3 separate regions of the Mus musculus genome follow, and all the other regions are linked to region 1. A link is a contact called in public HiChIP or PLAC-seq data. All regions are on one chromosome and are shown on one strand. Each heading gives the region's core, a stretch centred on a gene start, on an enhancer-like site or on the middle of the called end of the contact. The rest is flanking DNA. Distances are from core to core; before and after follow the strand shown.

Region 1 (4,395 bases), core at 565-3,064:
GGGATTTTATTGAGGGAGGGTGATCGTATTTATGTCCTCCAGAGATCAAGAAGGTGAGAGAAGCAAGGCCACAGCTTCTCGTCCCTGCCAGTCTCTTTTAGCTGAAAATCTGACAAAAGTGTTCTGTGACATGCATACGGAACACAGCCATCAGTCAGGGGTTGGACAAAGTTGCTTTTAAGTTTCCTTAAAATTCTGCGACCACCTTGTCATCGGGGCACAGAGCTTACAAGGAGATGATGGTAGACAACATAAACAGTGAGGTAGACCAGTACTCTCAGCATGTGCTCATCAACTTCACTAGTAACTGGTGAGAGAAGATGGGCCTTTTGAGACAAGACACCACTTGTTTTGTATGGCAGCCCTAGGAAGGAGTGACATATGTGGAGCGCCTTATGTGGGGTCATAGGGCTTCAGATCATTGTCTTGTAATTCTTATGTGATCTTAGGTACAACCCATCATCTCTGTGGGTTGCAAATTTCCTTTGAAAAGCAAGAATATGAACAGGGTGACTGGTATGTTTCTGGTTCTTGGGTATTGCAGAGCCATCGTGAAGGAATTAACACTCACCTCACCTCTGTGCCTCCCAGGCAGGTCCATGTTTAATGTAAATCACCCCAGTACAAGGAGAAAGACAGGTCCTTGTCAAGTCTCACCCATGTCACCAGAGAGTCACAGTGTCAGCACCAGCCCCAACAGGAAAACCACATGCCTGCCAATGACACCCAGACCCTCCTGTTTGGGCTACAGTATGAGAGGGTCATGCTTGGTAAAGAAAGGCTTAAGTCTGACTAAGTGCAGCTGACATCCTGGTGGCAGAGCTGATCCCGACTCAGCTCCAAGTTCTCAGTTCATAATTTGCCTTGCAATTTATCATCGAATATCCACATAGGATTATTGAGGTGACTGATCTTTGTCACTGAATCTGTCATGGCACATTAGTCATCTATTCATTCAACAATGTGCCTTGAACTTTTATATACACTGAATGTGTTATCTCGAATGGATGCATGGTTGAATGGATGATGGATGAGGAAGATCATTAGGAAGAAGCCGGGCAATGCTCTAGCAGACCCAGGATCCATCCCATAGCTTTATTCCACTGTTAGGCATAAAAGAAACTTACATTAAAGTGGTTTGTGAATGGATGAAAAGGAAATGTGTTAATCAAGTAACAGCTACAAAATTAGCACTAGTTTGCAAGAAGCCCCCTACTACCCTGAAGTTCTGCTTTCATTATCTTTAGGCTATCCCATCCAGTGGCCGAAGAGGTTCCGTGTTTGTACCCTTCTAGCTTGGTAACCTCAAAATAAAGATAGTTTTTTCCCCCCTTAGGAGTTCCCGAAAATTCTTCAAGAGGCTTCTTAATGGCCCAGCCTGTGCCACTTGCAAACAAATATTGTGGTTAGGAGGGGTTGGGTGCTGATTGGTTGGACTTGTGGTCCTTACTAATATACTCACAAAGTATAGAGAAAATTTCATGCACAATGACGCTCAGGGACCAAGCTTGAGTGCAGGGTGACTGGCAGAAAAGAAAAGAAAGGGCTGGACGCTGGGCAGGAACAACCCTTACATGTCCTTTCCTTGGACAGCTTTCTATCTGCTGCCCATTTGCTATTTGCATGTTTACAGCTCTCTCCCCTGTGTTCACTGCACAGCCCTCTAGTGATCTTAAGCCCCTCTGGGATGTGGAGGCTAGCTTCTTTTGCTCACTTGTGTCTTTCAGGTTACCAGCCTCAGGTCTGTCTGTTGGAGACCAGCTCAAAGTCCAGCCGAGGACTAAGGTGAAGTGAAACTGTTGTGGGGAGCCAGGCTAAACCACTGTCTCCTATATAGCTGACTAGCAAGGAGGTATGCTTCCCCATCCAGTCCCTCCTCCTGACAGTCCATGAACTAGCTCAGAAGGTGAACACTTCCAGGTGTAGGTCAATTCTTTTCTTTGAATGCCAAGGAAAGAAAAATTCAGGGACTGCAGCCACCTTCCTTACCCAACTCCTTATTTCTGGCATTAAAAAAAAATCAGCCTCTGCCTTTCACATCCACACAGAGAAGGGTGGGGCCTGACTAATGAATGTTTGAGAAGTCCTTTGAGATCTTAGATGAAAGGCACCTTGTAAAATACAATTAAAAATAATAGGGGTAATTATTAGCCAGGCTGGTCCCTGCAGGATAATTACAGAGCTTTTGCCTGGCAAATCTTGAATTCATGCAGAAAAACATGGGTTCGAGCAAGAAGACTGATTTGAGATTTGGGGTCTGCCGGCTTCAAAGATGGAGTCCTCTGGTTCCTTCTGAAATCTGAGAAGCATGTCAGCAGGTCAGAACTGAGACAGGACTTAGGGGTTGTTGTCTGGGCAACATATTTGAATGGCAGATGAAGCCACTGGGTCCCTGAGAGGAGATGTGATAGTTTCAAGCTACATACCAGGCATTGCAGGGCTGCATCTCTGGAGGTTCAGGCCTAGGTCATCTGAGTTCAGAGGTTTGTGTCACCACATCCTCTTCAGTCCTTGCCAACATGATCTTTTGGTGGCACCAAAGAGTCTTACCTGAAAGTCTCCAGAATGGAGCCCATGTCCTAGCTCTGATATGTGTGAAAGATGGTAGTTAGCCAGTCAGTTTCTGGTGCCACACTCCAATAATAATAACAGCTTCCCTGGGCTGCCATGAGGAGCTGAGGAGTGCTGTAAAGGGAAGGCTGCCTGGGACCTACTTGCTCACTCTACGCTGTTCTGAGTGTGGGCTTCTCTGAGATTAACCCATTGCTATTTTTTTCATGGCCACTCCATGCGTAGTGAACATCTGTCATGAGTCAAACATTGTGCTAGGCTCTCCAGGGCTGTGATTTCTTTCAGCTATCCCCAGCTTTCCCCAAGGTCAACTGTTCAAACTCAGGTTCAGGTTGATTAGTGAACTTGTCCAAGACCATGCAGCTGAGAGGGAGGCAGGGCTTGGACCTGGGTCATATGTCATACTGCTCTCTCTTGTGAAGTGAGACAGGCATTTGATTGTCATCCAACTAGAACCTCACAGGGGTTATCTGCTGGGGAAAACTGGGAGATAAGGTATGGTATTGGCCTATGAGGATGTCATCATTATTTAATTATTCTGACGGTCTGTTTTGATGAAAGAAGTTAAAAGACTCTCCCAAGAGGGGCTGTGAGTCCCCATCATTAGCTTTAGATTGAAGAATTTTAGATCAGAACCTAGAGAAAGGGTTTGGTGACTAAGAGCACTTTCTACTTTTTCAGAAGACCTAGGTTCAATCTCCAGTTATGGCACAGCAACTTACAGCCCTCTGTAACTCTAAGTCCAGGGATCTGGTGCCCTCTTCTGGATTCCGGAGACACCAAGAACACATATAGTGATATACATATATGCAAGCGAAACATTCATACATAGAAAATCAAAAAAAAATCATTAAAAAACAAAATCTAGATCAGAGTTTGAGAGGTAGCTTTGTTGCTAAAATTCTTGTTGTACAGGCATAAGGAACTAAATCCAGTTCCTAGTATCCTCATAGAAATCCAGGAGTGGTTGTACCTGTTTGTAATCCCAGCAGTATGGAAGTATGGAGAGTTGGCTCCCTGGGGCTCATCAGGCAACCAGCCAGCCTAGATAATTGGCTAGTTCCAAGTGACTAGATGGATGGATTCTGAAGATTAACACTCAAAGTTTACCTATGGCCTCCAAACACACAGATGCACATTTGCACACAAAATGAGCACGTGCGTGCACACATACACATACAACACACACACACACACACACACACACACACTCATGGTGGGGGGAGAAAATCTAGATGAGTTCCTTAGGAACCAAGAACCTCTGCATTGTTAGGGCCTTGACCCTCTACCAGCATCTTAGAACATGGTATGTGGGTGGTGGGTGAGGGGCCTCCAGATCTCCTTCCGTATAGGGCCTCCCAGCTTCAATGGGGGCAACACTGGTAGCATCTTATCAACTGGGATTCTATACCAGCATAAATCGTTACTCCTGACATTCCAGCTTGAGAAGATTCTAGAGTGAGAAGTAGGTGACTGTGCTTCAGGCTAGTGAACTTTGGCTCAACTCACCACATTTGCAGAGGCCAAACACAAACAGGTCGGAGCATTCATGCCTCTGAGCTCAGCTTACTTGATGAGATATGGGATCAGGGAGGCAGACATTTGACATTCAGTTGTAAACCCCAGTGCTTTCCATTTCTTTCAGGCTCCCCATCAACAATGAAAGTGAAGATTAGAACCTACTGGTTATACCATATATGCGTGGAAGGGACCAGGCCTCTTCAACTGGCTGAGGTTGGCAAAGGAAGAAAGCTGACTGGAGAATCACTAAGCACTCTGCAGATCTCCTCCACAGCTCAGACTTTCCCCGATACCCTCTGGGAA
Region 2 (4,395 bases), core at 954-3,453, 230 kb before region 1:
CCCCGAGGAGATGGAGATAAAAACCCGTGCTAACCTGTTGGGTTTTTTTCTGTTGATGACATGGCATAACCTATATCACACAGGTCCTGGTACACAATAAATAATTGATGAAGTTTGTTACTATAATTCTCTTTTCCTGAAATTATTTTCTAATAATAGCAAAGATGACAGAGGCCAACTTGCTCTGTGTCGTGGATCAAACCCCTTGCTATCTGAAACTCCTAGTTTTCTTTCCTGTAAAGTGAGAGCCTGTACTAAAAGGTCTCAAAGGATCCTCAGCCTCGCATGATGTAAGTATGAGGTGAAGGGCAACTCGGAGAAACCAGCCAAGGAAACACACATTTCCCAGGACATCATGGAGGCCTCCCAAGACCCCAAGGACAGCCTGCCCGGTGACTGTTGCACAAGCTCATCAGCTGTACCTCCTGGTGTGTGGACTGCCAGCAAAGCCGACCCTCGGAGCAACTACAAAGGAATCTCTGTACAACAAGGAGCCACCAAACATAGGCACCATGTTCTCTGTGGTTGGGCAACTCCAAGCTTATCTGTCCAGTTCTTGTTTTGCATATGTCCAAACCATTTTAGGACACAAACAGAAAAGAGACAACTAGTCTCTTTCCTCCTTGCCTTTCTGCCCTTCCTTCCTTCCTTCCTTCCTTCCTTCCTTCCTTCCTTCCTTCCTTCCTTCCTTCCTTCCTTCCTCCCTCCCTCCCTCCCTCCCTCCCTCCCTCCCTCCCTCCCTTCCTTCCTTCCTTCCATTTTTCTCTCCTCTTTTCCTTCCTAAATATCCCAACCTTACACCATAATTATGATCCAAAATATTTAGCGTAAACCTTTGTCTGGGCAAACACTTACCAGAAAAGCCACACACAATGGGATTCTTACTGCTTAGTCTCCAGGCATTGGGTGACGCTCTCACCTGCACGGTAACTGACTACAGGTCATTAGAATCAGACTCTGCTGTGGAGCTGGAGGGAAACTTGCTGAACAAAGGTTACATCATGGCCTTTTCTCCCACCTCCATCTCCCCAGGCCAGCTAGAGGAAGGACTTATCCAGCATAAAGATCTTATGTGGTCCTCATTACCCATTCTTTCACCCGTTTGGGCCAAATTGGATTTTGATGCAACAAGGAAATGTGTCCAGTGTGTTATTAATCAGGCTCAGCAAGGGAAAGGTCAAGAGGTGACTTGGAGCAATTATGGGTTGTGGGCGGCAGGCCAATCAGAGAACAAGTTGGGGAGAGGGGAGATCGATGGCTATGAAATCATGGAAGGGTATGAGCCATTGGGCATAACCTGAAGGCTGATGCTCCTCCCAAATCCAACACATCTGCTGCTTCTATCTTCCGCAACCCTCAACTGTTCATTATTATGGAAATCTTATGCCTCGGAGGTACCCAGTGCAGGGACACAAACCCAGAAGCCTGCTCGTGGTCTTAGGAATAAAAGCCACTTGGTTCTGTAGATTCACCTGGAAGTTTTTCAGACTAGTTGGAGCTCCAGCAAGGAGAGATGCCTGGTGTCTGCCAAAGAAAATTAGACTTGTTATTTTTGACTTCCTGGTGTCTCAATAGTCTGAAAAGAACCTGGATTCCCAGATACTATTCCAGAACAGACAATGCTTAGAGAAAAAAAAAAAAAAAAAAAAAAAAAACCCTGAACTGCCTCAATCAGTCCTTGATTCTCTACATCAGTATGTATTAGATGGCAGGGAACCTTCTGTAAGCTATCTCTACATCACACAGCTCAAAGAAAATCTTCAAGAAAGTTATAAACTTTGCAAAGAATATTGTGCCACAAACAAACCACAGAGCATCAGACCCTCAATTCCCATGGTGGGGCCTGGCCAAGAGGTTCTTTCTGAAGACAATTGCATTAAGCCTTAAATACAGAGAGAACAATCTATCTTGGTTATCCAACAGCGTAGAGCAGGCAGAGATAAAGTTGTGGTCATTTTATAAGGGTTTTTAGATTAATAATCTGAATCACCGATGAAAAGTTTCATTAAACGGTACCCTAGGAATTGATTTGCAATGAGTTGTTCAATGTGCTGTACAAAGGTGCTGCAGACAAATCAGTCATGGAGCTCTCCCTGAAGAATACAGACACGAGATCCCAGCATCTGTTGAGTTTGCTCAAAAACATATGCTAGCCTTTTTTTCTCTCTCTTAAGAACTATAATTGCATCCTGCTGAACCCACCAAGGAGCCTGCTAACTGCCTTTGTGTTACAGCATCCACTTCTGAGGTTCAGCTCCGATGCTCAGGCCCGTGTTTCAGTCTGCTCGCCCCTCCACCACACTTTCTTAGCTTCAGTCTGCAAATGGTCCTACCCTTTCCTTCTCAAGAACTTCCAAGATTGAGGAAGTGAGCTTTGTAATGTGTTTGTGGATCCATGGTGGATCCAGGAAGTTGGTGGCAAAAGGGACGTTAGCAAAACTCCAGGCCCCAGTTCTCAAGTTCAGCTAGTTTCACTAAATGTCAGAGAGGAGAGGGGCCTGCCTGATGCCACACAGCTAAAACTAAAAGTATTAGTGAGACTAATGAGAAGTTTGGACTCTCGAGCTAGACAATCCATTCATGCAATGCATTAGCTGGGACTTTGTGCAAAGTATGTCGGTTCCCTGCAACACAGTCCCGTGTTTACACAACAGGAAGTGTACCCGCATCCAGTGTGTAATAGGGACTGGTGAACTTTCCATCTTCACAGACATGACTTTATCCAATTCTCTTTAGCAGTCTTACCAGGGGGAAAGGACTAATACCACAGCCTTGGGTAGCAAATGGATGAAAAACAGACTCTTGGAGTTGAAGGGCTTCTTGGGGGCATTTAGACCCAGTTCTACCTTCTCACAGTCCTGCTGAGGTACAAGGGAGCTTGGATCCTCTCACTGTTCCACCATTTTTCCTTATTTTATCCATCCAATACTCATCAGGGAGAATGGAGAAAGCTTGGGTTTTTTGTTTTTCTTCTACACATGAACAAATTAGTATGACTGCCATGCTTGGGACTGTGACTCCTGGGGAGCCTTTTGGTCTAACCAGCTGTTCTCTGCCTAAGGGGGGAAAAAGAGAGCAGCCATATCGCTAAAGCTGCCACCGGATATTGGGGACCCATGTGTGTATGGAGTGGCGGTCTATTACTTTAGGATTCTGCTGTGTATTTTAAAGCCGGCATCTGAGCACTTGTCAATGCTCCATCAGCCTGCCCTCTTGACCCCCAAATATGGCCTCTGGGAAAATCTAATTGCCTGCTCAGAGTGACACTGGAGCCACGAGAGTGATAAAGTTGTAGACAGTCACTTTGTGATTATGGGCCCTAATGGAAGGGAACCGGGCTGAATGAATGCATGAGTGAATGAATGAACACACACTGGGGTCATTTATTCAGGGCTCTGGGGGCGATGCAGTGATGTCTTCATTAAAGCATCTCAGGGGTCTTAGACTCTATAAGGATGTTAGACAAGGACAGAGCCAAGAAAATGGCAAAAGTTGTACTTCATACAGACCCTCCAATCTCAGACTCTGCGGGTGTGACAGAGGAAGACTTCCTAATGCCATCAAGGATAGACACATAGCTGGAATGGTGCTGGCTGCTATGTGGACTCTCAAGAAAGTGAGACCATAGCAGTAGAAGGCAAAGATTTCTAAAAGCCATGGGTGGGCTCTGCTGTCCTGTTAACAGAGCTGGTAGCAGCCTCTTTGGAAAGGCCACTGTCATAAGCATCTTAGGCCCTTTATGTTTGCTTGTATATTCTTTTATTCTCTGGTGAAGACCTCTTGGAGAACTCACAGTGTGCCAGACGTGACCATAGAAACACAAAAATGATTAAGACTTAGCCTGAAACCTTGACAAGCTCATTGTCACACTGCCATGTGACAAGTGCCACCACAGAGGTCAACTCGGGAAGGTGAACAGGCCAGCAGATGGTAAATGGGATTCCTGGCAGAAGGAAGAGTGGTTCAGTAGTGTGGAGGGGCCACACAAAGGTCCTGTGTGCTTTGGATGGAGGGCCAGGTCTGGGTTCAATGACTCCAGAAACAACAGTGCTTTGTCTATAGGATGATGACCGTGAATTTAAAGATCTTTGGATCAAAGGGCTGATGCCCTGCACAGTCCCCAGGCAAAGTGAAGAGCACTCCCAAGCACAGGAGAGACATCTCAGCTGATGCTGGAGTGCGGCTCGCAGCCTCAGCTACTTGTCTAGTCACAGTGAGGAGGAAAGGGGTAGGGTTTCTCTTATCCTCATCTCTCCTCTCTCTGGTCCATTTTCAGGGTTCTCTCTGGGGCTCTCAGTTGGCATCACAGCTATAGTCCCTTGCTTTATCGGGTGAGCTAATTGAGGCTGGAAAGCATGCGGATCTGCTTGTAAGGAGATGTCTGGGTTTCAACTG
Region 3 (4,395 bases), core at 495-2,994, 200 kb before region 1:
GGCAGATGCAACTCCTGGGTGAATGAGGCTTTCAGATCAATCACAGCCAGTGGCCTGCACTCAATGGGCCACTTCAAATGACAAGAGAGTCCACGGGGTGCATTTTTTTTTTAATCTATATACACAAGAGCCAGCAGACAACACAGAAAATTCCTTAAACAAAACCAGCTTAGCCGGAAACACCATTGCCCAGAAAGACTAAATGTGCACACTGCCCAGAGCGACTGAAGTGCAAAGGACCCCAGTTTGGCTTTGAGGATACCAGAACTTTGGTTTGCTTCTGTAAACTGTTTATAAACCTTTGCCTTCTTCGGTCCTGGCAGTAACATATTCCTTCCTTTCATTTATCTCAAGTGTTAACCGCCAACAATCCAAAGCAGAAAGCATAGCACTAGGACACAGAAGTCAGGAGCCACCACACCTCCTCCTCAGCAGAGAAACACAGACAGGTCCGGTCCGTGAACACCGTTCTCTGGACCACCCAGCTCTTACTCCATAAAACAGTTCCAGCTCCAGGCAGCAAACACTACACCAAGCTCCACCACTTACCCTCTTTTGATCTTCCAGGCCGTGAGTGACTGGCTTTCTCCTCTGCTGTTGACTTGACTCAGAAATCGATTCCATTTCCCAGACATAAAATCTTCCTCCGTGATAGTTTAAATCCACAGCAGAACCAAGTGCCCCACACAACGGCGACCTGTGCACACCACCCGAGGAGGTCCCACCAGAAAGGAGATCGTGCTATCTCTTCAGAGGTCTTGCCATCGTCTTGAAAGCCAACTGGGAACCTGGCTAGCCACGGATGCCTTGGGGATGAAGGAGGCTGTCGCTGACATGTTGAGGATGAGGCCCAGGGTTTCAACTTCAGGGTAGCAACTCACTTTACACGAGCCCCATGGATATATTTGGGCAAAGAAGAGTCCATATCCTGGGGTGTGTGCCCCATTCCTGCCCAAGGAATCCTTTTCCTCACTGTCTGCTTGGTACGGATAATTTATATATCAATAACAATGTAAATGGGCATTTAATCCACCGAGCTGATAGCATCCACATCCCTCTCCACAGCCCTTGGCTCCTATAAATCACCACAAACGCCTCTCTGCCAGCCGCTCCTCACAGCTCCTGTGAGTGCTTGTCTCCGTGGCAGCTCCCCTCCCGGCTGTCATCTTCCTTCATGCAGAGAGACCCAGACCTGGGGAAAAAAAATGCTCAATGGTCAGATTTGCCTGTGGTGAAGTGTGATGTTTGAGCTGTCTTGCTTGCCATCTGGAGCCACACAGCAAGGCCTGGACCCAGCAACAGCCAGCAGTCTTTCTCTGAACCCAACACTGATTACATCCATGGGTGAGCAACCTGGCTGGGGTGGGGTGGGGGGCAGAGCTCATGGACTCCCCCCACTTCTCCTGTTCTTGAAAAAGCTGGGCAGTACTGGAAAGGAGTTATCTTTCAAACCCTTGTAGGGTTCACCGTCACAGCAGCAATGGGATGGCAAGAAAGAGGAAATGATTCCTGAGGCCAGAAGCAACAACATCCCCCCTACCCCCCACCCCCACCCACACACACATCCCTTCGGCTGTAGGAGATGGTGTGTGGCAGGTGAGACTCCCTGGCCACAAGGAGGGGAAAGTGCAGTATCAATCTGACAGACATCTCTCTGGAAAGCAACTGCCTCGGAACTAGCTGCATTCCCTGCTAGAACCAGCAGGCAGAGTAGACACTAGTCACCTCCTGCCTGACGTCACAGAGGCTCTGAGAGCCACCGAAGGGGGAGAGAAGAAGAGCACCTGTGCTCAGAACATTCTCACTGGGTGCATCCTTCCCTGGGTGGTTTGAGAGGTGGAGTCAGGTCTGAAAAGCATCATAAGGATGCTTCCGTTAACAGTCTCAAATATCTCTCCTTGCAACATCAGCACCACAGAGACAAAGGCTGAAGAGGCAGGTGGGGTGGGCAGGGTGGAGCTGGAGAGCTTTAACTCAAAAGTTTCCCCACCAACATTTCTTACCAAACAATTTCAATTCAGTCAGTGCCTGCCTCTGGAAGAGCTGTGGTCAGATCCAGCCAGAGTGAGCCTAAGACAGAAGCCCCCAGATCCTTCCTTGTAGCCGTCCTGACCGGCAGCCGTTTTGAAATGAGGCAGAAGTCACCCCTTGTCATCAAACTCTGTTACGCTTCCATGCAGCTCAGTGGCAAATCAGGTTGAAAGGCAGAGATAAGAGTTTTTAACTAACAGCTGTCACAAGAACAGAAAGCCTGGAGTGGGAGAGATGCTTTGGAAGGAAGTATGGCTTTTCAGGTTCACCCCTGACAAGTGTGACCAGCACAGAGTTCAGACAGTCACACTGCCCCTTCTGATGTGGGTTAAGAATTGATGAGCAGAAAGTCCAGAAAAGACTTCCCCAGAGCAAGATTTCAGACGTTCTTCGTGGACCCAGGAAATAGCTAGGCACCCTTGTGCCCACTAGCACCCTGAACATTGCCCCTCCAAGAGATTTCTAGCAAAGGCAAGCCTCCGAGCCTTAGTTCCAGAGCACAATCTGAAGAAATTAACAAACTTCCCCCTAAGTAGTACCTTATCCAGATGTCCAGCTGAGACCTAAATAGAAGATTCAGGCAGATGTAGCAGAGTTTGAGTCTCTGCAACTGCCTCACTGTGTGACTTTCATCAAGTATCTTAACATCTCTGAGCCCCAGCTCTCTCATCTACAAAGTGCAGGTGATGCTAATAACTAAAGAAAAATGTTTGTTTAGTATGTGACCTGCTAAGGTCGTCGAATGCCTTCTATGCCTCTTCTATGCTATCTACTGACACACATATCCATGTATTCAACAAATCCCTTTGTCATGTGCCAGTCAGCTTGCCTCATGCTAAAGAGTGCACAAGAGCAGCCAGGCAACTTCCCTAAAACAAAAGACAGCTAAGAAGCCATGTGCTTGGAATCTGAACTTAAGTCTGGCTTGAAAATTTTCACCTATGTCAAAACTGCTCTGGAAAGCTCGATGCCATTTGTCTAGTTCCGAGTCTACACTTACAGCTCCTGGCTGTGCTCATGAATAATAATAGAAAGAAGAAAGAAAGGGAAGGAAAAAAAAAAAAGCCCAGAGCCTAGAAGGATCTCCTCTAGCCCTGGCCTCTGTGTTTGAGAACAGCTCTGGCCCCTCCACCAGGCTTGAGCCAGCCCTCCCCCGGGTGAGACCCTGTCACATCCCATCACACCTACAGAAGCATACACCCTGAAAGCACATGGGGGACAGACGCTGTCACCACAGAAGTATCTTCCCTGCCAGCGGGGAGTGGGAAGATGTGCCACACCTCCTGCAAGCCTTTTGTTTTCTCTAGAAGACAGTCTGCACCAGTTCTGGGGGCCACTGCCTTCCTGTGCCAGGGCGCAGAGCACTCATGGAGATGCTGCTGTCAGTGCCACGTCCGATTCGGGCTCTGACAGGGAAGTCTCCAGAAGTTTCAGTGCGCTTGAGGGTGGAGGTAAGGAGGAGGCAGGACTGAGAGAACGTTAATTGGCTCGTTAGAAAGTGAATGCGCCTGTTGGATTGATCCTGAAATGTAGCTGTTCAGCACTCGTACCTCTGTGCCACTGAGTCAGCCAGGCATTAGCCAGTCAGCCTCTGCAAGGTGCGTAGTGGAGGTAGAAGGTGGGAAGGACACACAGGAGGAGAAGCCTGGACCAGGAGGTACCAACAAGTAAGCTAGGGAGCCTTGTGGGCAAGCTCCATGATCCAGAAGTCCAGAAGACAAGCCTAGTCATATTGCAGGTAATTCAAACACTGGACCCAAAATAGACTCTGTAGAGCTTCAGTTTCCCATTACACACCTAGCCCTACTTCTTCCTTTTGAACAATCGAAATAGGGGTATAGAGGACTATTTTTCAGGTTCAACCCACCAGGTAGGTACAAGGCAGGGTCTAGTTTCTAAGAAAGAGATTCCCTCAGAGTACTACTGAGGTCCTTTACTGTAGGAAGCCCCAGTCCCAGTGAATGGCCAATGGGATTCCAGTGCTAAACAGTCTAAGGCTTCCAGTCTGGACTCACTTCTGCCGAGATGCTAAAGCCTGAGTTTATTTCCCACATTTTGCTTACTTCTCCTACATTTTCAAAACCGGGCACTATCCATTTGATCTCCTGCGTCCCTGCAGCAGCACCGGCTTCTGATTTCCAGCCAGCACCCAAGGCAGAGGGATGTGAAAGGGATGCCTGACCTATGCCATTTTATAAGGGAATCCCTAATTCAGCATTTGCTTCCTCGTGCCAACAAGAGAACCAGGGGTGCTGCGTGCAGACCTAGCCCTTTATCAACTGAGTGATAGACAAGTTGCCGAGGTGTGTGAAAGAGTACCAAGGAGCTATGGTGGGCTTGAGACTTAGGGTGCGAGGCAGGATG

What was found. HiChIP or PLAC-seq counts read pairs in DNA pulled down with a chosen protein or histone mark.
Region 2: a contact with region 1 is called in an H3K27ac HiChIP or PLAC-seq map of microglia, with 5 times the contacts expected there. The contact joins two enhancer-like sites. A contact is called at or near these places in 2 of 15 datasets of contacts at CTCF or cohesin (large pre-B cells and pro-B cells) and 4 of 115 datasets of contacts at active chromatin or transcription factors (bone marrow-derived macrophages, large pre-B cells, microglia and 1 more).
Region 3: a contact with region 1 is called in an H3K27ac HiChIP or PLAC-seq map of microglia, with 3 times the contacts expected there. The contact joins two enhancer-like sites. A contact is called at or near these places in 1 of 39 promoter capture datasets (embryonic stem cells), 1 of 15 datasets of contacts at CTCF or cohesin (large pre-B cells), 6 of 484 Hi-C or Micro-C datasets (cerebellar granule neurons, cerebral cortex, cortical neurons and 3 more), 6 of 115 datasets of contacts at active chromatin or transcription factors (the 230-238 cell line, bone marrow-derived macrophages, embryonic hindbrain and 3 more) and 1 of 9 other capture datasets (liver).

What each region holds. Positions count from the first base shown.
Region 1 is chr7:48,755,695-48,760,089 of GRCm38.p6, reverse strand. Gm32263 (a long non-coding RNA gene) reads left to right here. Exons shown (of 3, transcript XR_391444.2): 2 at 1,728-1,852; 3 at 4,217-4,395. Among named protein-coding and RNA genes, the nearest start is that of Gm45086, 9.7 kb to the right of the region's middle. Within about 2 kb of position 1,814, at least 8 of the 459 cell types and tissues checked have an H3K27ac peak or open chromatin away from gene starts, as enhancers often do. A contact at or near this core is called in microglia, where this site is marked.
Region 2 is chr7:48,981,584-48,985,978 of GRCm38.p6, reverse strand. It overlaps a transcript of Nav2 not described here. Among named protein-coding and RNA genes, the nearest start is that of Gm32849, 57 kb to the left of the region's middle. Within about 2 kb of position 2,203, at least 8 of the 459 cell types and tissues checked have an H3K27ac peak or open chromatin away from gene starts, as enhancers often do. A contact at or near this core is called in microglia, where this site is marked.
Region 3 is chr7:48,960,595-48,964,989 of GRCm38.p6, reverse strand. It overlaps a transcript of Nav2 not described here. Among named protein-coding and RNA genes, the nearest start is that of Gm32849, 78 kb to the left of the region's middle. Within about 2 kb of position 1,744, at least 9 of the 459 cell types and tissues checked have an H3K27ac peak or open chromatin away from gene starts, as enhancers often do. A contact at or near this core is called in microglia, where this site is marked.